2 separate regions of the Mus musculus genome follow, and region 1 is linked to region 2. A link is a contact called in public HiChIP or PLAC-seq data. All regions are on one chromosome and are shown on one strand. Each heading gives the region's core, a stretch centred on a gene start, on an enhancer-like site or on the middle of the called end of the contact. The rest is flanking DNA. Distances are from core to core; before and after follow the strand shown.

Region 1 (2,727 bases), core at 34-2,533, 320 kb before region 2:
AGGAAGTCGTGATGGGCTAGACAGGGGAGTCAGATGCATATCACCCCAAGGCTGGAGACAGACAGCAAGGCCTGGGAAAGCAGCTGCTGGCAGTCCCACCACAGGAGGAAACCAAGAGGGATCCCCCAAAGCCTCCATTCCGAGCCTGCTGCCAGACCTACAGTTAGCAGGTACAGAGAAAGCAAATCCATGAGCTCTGGCTCCCAGAGCAATTCGGTACTAGATTCACACTATCGGGGAGGAATAGCCGGTGAAAAGGGTAAATTATAATGGCATCTGCTTTCATGTAGTATGCAGTGCGAGCTAAGAAATATAAAGCATAATTAGATGCAGTAAGATTATGAGAAACTGCACAGTGCCTATTTGGCTTAACAAATTAGAATTTGAAAAGCCTGTTTATAGGCAGACCTTAAAGGCTGAGTGAGGACAAGCGTTTACTTGTGTGATTTAAAGGTCTGATTTCTAAAAGTTTGAAGATCACAGGCCTTGACTTAGATACTTATTTACAGAATTTTTTTAAATGTTCTTATTTGATAAGAATCAGGCTTACCTTTAGACACAAACAAGGATTTCAGTTTATTAGAGTTAGCACCATGATGGTGCCACAGTTGAGATCTTAAATGTCCCCCAAAGGCCCGTCTCTTCATAGCTGGGTTCCTAGCCTACAGCACTAAAGGAAGGTGGTAGATGGTTAGGGCATCAGCCTTGTGGAAGGAAGTAATGTCATGGAAAGTATGCTCTTGAAGGAGATATTATCTCCTTTTTCCTTTCCACAGTCTTTGAGGTTAGCAGCCTCCGTGCTCCCACAATGGCCTGACTTGCTACCATGTTCCACAACAGTGTAACCAAGTAACCATGAACCAACACTTCTGAAATCCTGTGCCAAAATAAACCTTCCCTCTCTCCAATTGATTCACCTCAGGTATTTGTCATAGTGCGGGAAAACTAACACACAGGATGGGTGCCCTGGCTTACTAAAGAGCATCCTGAGTATTTATGGAATTTGTGGTTTTGCATATGTGCCATCTCCAGCATTTTCAGCTCCAAGCCTATCAGCCCACACAACCAGTTGGGTGCCCTTTAGACACACACTGAGAGTTTTCTCCCAACACGTGCTGCTTGTTAAATGAAGGGAAAAAAAAAAAAAAAAGAAAAGCAAAACAATTTTTTTCATAGTTTGAAATACCACTCGATGCTAGAGAGTTGCCTCCCGTGTGCAATGGCCCAGGTTCAAGCCCCAGAACCAAAAAAAAACCCAAAACAACAAAAAATAGTGAAAGGAAAAGCCTTTCAGAGAGACTAAGCTCTGTTCAAAATTTTTGTACTCTCTCTCCACACCCCCACACCACCCAACCCTGAAGTGGAAACTTAAGGGTTTTTGGGAGAGTCTGTTGTGTTAGATGGTGTTTTGCTGGGGCAAACAGGTGAAGGAGGGTTTTCCTAAAGTGGACACAGATCAAAGACTAAGGTAGACTCATGAAGGAACGTTTCACTGAAGCAGACATCAAGAGAATGTTCTGCTAAAACAAACACATGAAGAGACTCGTGATGAAGGATTCTTTGCTAACGGCTTGCATGTATTGATTGGTCCACCTTATATTGCATAGTTGAGCTCTCCTTGTCGGGACTCCAAGGACTTGGGCTGATTGGATGCATGTGCTGAGGCACGACACACAGAGGACACATGATGTTTGGAGGGCATAAATAGGATTGGACGGAGTGATGGAGACAGAGCGTGGCTTGCTGGTACAGCTAGCTGAGCAATGCTCGTGGGTCCCGAGTCTTCACTGATCTTCACTTCCCTGGGAGAGGCACACCTGAGAACGTCTCCTGGTGTTCCTGTTGGTCCCTCGGCCTGGCTGTCTGCTAGGTCATGTTACTGCTGTTGCTAACCTGACTCTACTGAACTGGATTGCTGGTGTATCCATGAGATGTTTGCAAGTGGATCAAGCTGCCGCTACCAACCTGTGAATTGAACTGCCAATTTTCAGACAACTCAGATGGGAGTTGCTCCAAAGAACCTTTCCAAACAGATCCACTCAGCCCTACCCCCATCCCTTGTCCTTTCTTTCATACTACCTCTGGTGGGTGGTGGGCTACAGGGGAGGTTAAATTGATTAAGAACCATCATTAAAAATAGGATTTGAAAAAAATTAAAGTTATACCAGCCCCTACAAACACCCTAGAAGAACACAGAATGTAAGAGTAGAAATGTGTTCGTGTATTGCAGTCACCCTGGGGAGATGAAGGGGTCAGGGATCCTATTGTCATTAATTTCCCACACTCGGGACAAGTTTGGGTAGGGGTCCAGGGCCTGTCGTTGTGTTGTTGTTGATTTTGTTGTTGCTGTTGTTGCTTATTAAGCTCCCCCAACTAATTGTGATGCTTTGGTTTTGTTTTTCACTTCCCTGAAGATCAGCCCTGGACAGGTGCTGCTGTCCAAAGGCAGAAACTAAAGAATGAGAAACACCTATCAGATCTGAGACTCTCAAACTGTAAACATTGATTTAATGTCTTTGCTCTCCTAGGAGTCACATCGCCCTAAAGACTCCTTTATGAAATGAGTTCCTAGGCAAACTCAGTCTATCCTTTGATGGTAAAATTTTTCACAGAAGCTGCACGAAGTCTGATTCAATCAGCCTGAGAACCTAAGATGATAGTAGGACCTTTGTCTGGTCTATGTTCCCAGGACTACTATACACCCCACCCCCAAACACTGCTAATGCA
Region 2 (2,840 bases), core at 98-2,597:
AAGTCTGGTAAGTAAGAAACAAGAAGAGGAAAAACCCTGACTGTCATTCATTTTTCTGAGCCCAAGAATGAAATTTTAGGAATGTATAAGATACATATGGCATCATCCTTCCACCAGCAGGCCTTGAAAGTATGAAAGCAGATCTGTTTGTACTAATCTCTGTGCTTTTGGTTACTCCAATACACCCAACACACTTGGAGATACGACCCAGCTGAAATAGCCACTCAAGGGGTCTAATCTAGAGAGTCTCAGGAAGATCCAAGTTTCAGCCCAGTCTATAGAATGCAAAACTTGCTATGGCCAACAAAGGCACCTGACAGCAAAGCAAACAGTGATTGTAAAGATGGCTCTGACAGACATCAATATATGTTCAGTACAAATTGAACAAGACCATAGACTGAGATCAAATGACTCCATCATCCTTCTATGAATATAGTTCACAATCTCCAGTCTATTTGTGAGTACCCAAAGAAAAGCTGCTACACCATATCCCTTGCTTTGTTCCTCCTTTGATTTTTAGCGGGATTTTACTTCATTTTTTTTTTAATTTGCACTCACTACTCTTCTTAATATATTCCGCTAATTTTGTTGCTATATTTTTCTATCTTTGGCAACTGCATTTTGAATTTTTTCCTTTTTCTTCTGTTTTTTTAACCTATATAATTTACCCATTCTCTATATTTACTAGTATTATGACTTTATTTTATGAACTACTTTTAAATTCTATTATACAATTATTCTTACTCCATTTTTCATAGTCATCTAGTTACGATTTTTAAACTCTTTGAGCAGAGGGAAGTGTTTTATTCTTTATTTTCTTCTGCTTTCTAAAGTCTTTCCCTTTTCTCAACCCCTCCATACATCCACCTCCCTTCTTTCTCTTTTCATCTATGTAACCTCGCTTCACTTTCTTTTCTCTCCCTTCCTCAGTCTCCTTCCTGTTAGGCCTAAGTAATTTTAAACTTCATAACACACTGTCATTTGGTTTTGGCATTTCCAGTGCCATCATCACTGATGACATATTAGTTAACTGTTACTGATTATAAAAATATATATCTTATATAGTTTGATATCACTCTTACCACAGTGATTCATTTTCAACTCTCCTAGTAGTACTGAAGATTGAGCCCTCAAAAGTAATTGCTCTATTTCTCCCTCTCTCTCTCTCTCTCTCTCTCTCTCTCTCTCTCTCTCTCTCTCACACACACACACACACACACACACACACACACACACCTGTCTCATACACATACACAGAATAAAAACAAAAACAAGCATGCATCTTCAAGTACTGATCTCAAAGATACTGAAATACCACATGAAAATTTCAGTTTGTGCTGAAAAAAAGGTCAGTGACATCAAATGAGTGCACAAATAAACAGCAGAGCTAACACCAGGCTCTATAGAGGGAAGTCAGCAACTTGGAGGGAAATAACAACAGAGGGGATGATAAAAACAAGAAGGTGGATGAAAAAAGTCGACAACAAAGAAATTTTAGCTAGGAAATGGATATTTGTTTTAAAAATATAGATATGGTAGAAGTAAAAAATGGAATTAATAAAATGATAACAGTGAAATACATTTTTAACAAACTCCACCAAGCAGAAGAAAGATTATGAGGGATAAATGATGAATTTAATGAAATACTACATTCTGATATAAATGAAAAATAAAAAGATAAATGGGCATGGTGACAGTATTAAAAAACTCTTGAATGTGGTCAAGAGAGCAGAAGAGGACCCTGTGCCAAGCTCTCCATACCCAAATCCTGCTGGGAGAGAGCTGGTCACCCAGGAGTACTGACACACCTGAGAGCACAGATGAGACCACCACTTCTGCTCAAAATCCTGGCCCAAGAGGGACCTGCTCAGAGCCATCAGGACACAGAAACCTGGGTCAGGATCCTTCCAGTTTCCATTTGCGCCTGGAACTGACCTTGTGCCACAGCTCTCCATACCCAAATTTCTCCCAGAGAAAGATGGTCTCCCAGGAGTGCTGACACACAGGCTTACAGGAGGGACAAGCCACAGCCAGAGACAGCAAGACCAGTTAACACCACAGATAACCAGATGACAAGAGGTAAGTGCAAGAACCTAAGGAAGAGAAACCCAGGTTACCTGGCACCATCAGAACCCAGTTCTCCCTCCACAGCAAGCCCTGGATACCCCAATACACTGGAAAAGCAAGACTCTGATTTAAAATCACATCTTTTGATGATGATAGAGGACTTTAAGAAGGACATAAATAACTCCCTTACAGGAGAAAACAAGTAAACAAAAGAAGCCCTTAAAGAGGAAATACAAAAATCCCTTAAATAAATACAGGAAAACAAAGTCAAACAGGTGAAAGATTGGACAAAACCATTGTAGATCTAAAAATGGAAATAGAAACAGTTAAGAAATCACAAAGAGAGACAACCTTGGAGATAGAAGACCTAGGAAAGAGATCAGGAGTTATAGATGCAAATATCACCAACAGAATACAAGAGAAGAGAGAATCTCAGGTGCAGAAAATAACATGCAAAACATTGATACAACAGTCAAAAGAAAATGCAAAATGCAAAAAGTTCCTAACCCAAAACATCCAGGAAACCCAGGACACAATGAGAAGACAAAACCTAAAGATAGGTATAGAAGAGAGTGAAGATTCCCAACTTAGAGGGCCAAATATCTTCAACAAAATTATAGAAAAAAAAATTCCCTAACTTAAAGAAAGAGATGCCCATAAACATACAAGAAGCCTACAGAACTCCAGATAGATTAGACCAGAAAAGAAATTCCTCCCATCACATAACAGTCAAAACCAAATGCACAAAACAAAGAAAGAGTATAAAAACCAGT

The links. HiChIP or PLAC-seq counts read pairs in DNA pulled down with a chosen protein or histone mark.
Region 1: a Foxp3 HiChIP or PLAC-seq map of regulatory T cells shows a contact between it and region 2, with 13 times the contacts expected there. The contact joins two enhancer-like sites. A contact is called at or near these places in 5 of 484 Hi-C or Micro-C datasets (CD8 T cells, bone marrow-derived macrophages, nephron progenitors and 2 more), 7 of 115 datasets of contacts at active chromatin or transcription factors (bone marrow-derived macrophages, embryonic stem cells, fibro-adipogenic progenitors and 3 more) and 3 of 9 other capture datasets (adipose tissue, liver and pancreatic islet).

The regions. Positions count from the first base shown.
Region 1 is chr13:104,620,652-104,623,378 of GRCm38.p6, reverse strand. No RefSeq gene overlaps it. Among named protein-coding and RNA genes, the nearest start is that of Cwc27, 190 kb to the left of the region's middle. Within about 2 kb of position 1,283, at least 59 of the 459 cell types and tissues checked have an H3K27ac peak or open chromatin away from gene starts, as enhancers often do. A contact at or near this core is called in regulatory T cells, where this site is marked.
Region 2 is chr13:104,301,793-104,304,632 of GRCm38.p6, reverse strand. The region is part of intron 3 of Adamts6 (a disintegrin-like and metallopeptidase (reprolysin type) with thrombospondin type 1 motif, 6); the gene reads right to left. Among named protein-coding and RNA genes, the nearest start is that of Adamts6, 15 kb to the right of the region's middle. Within about 2 kb of position 1,347, at least 2 of the 459 cell types and tissues checked have an H3K27ac peak or open chromatin away from gene starts, as enhancers often do. A contact at or near this core is called in regulatory T cells, where this site is marked.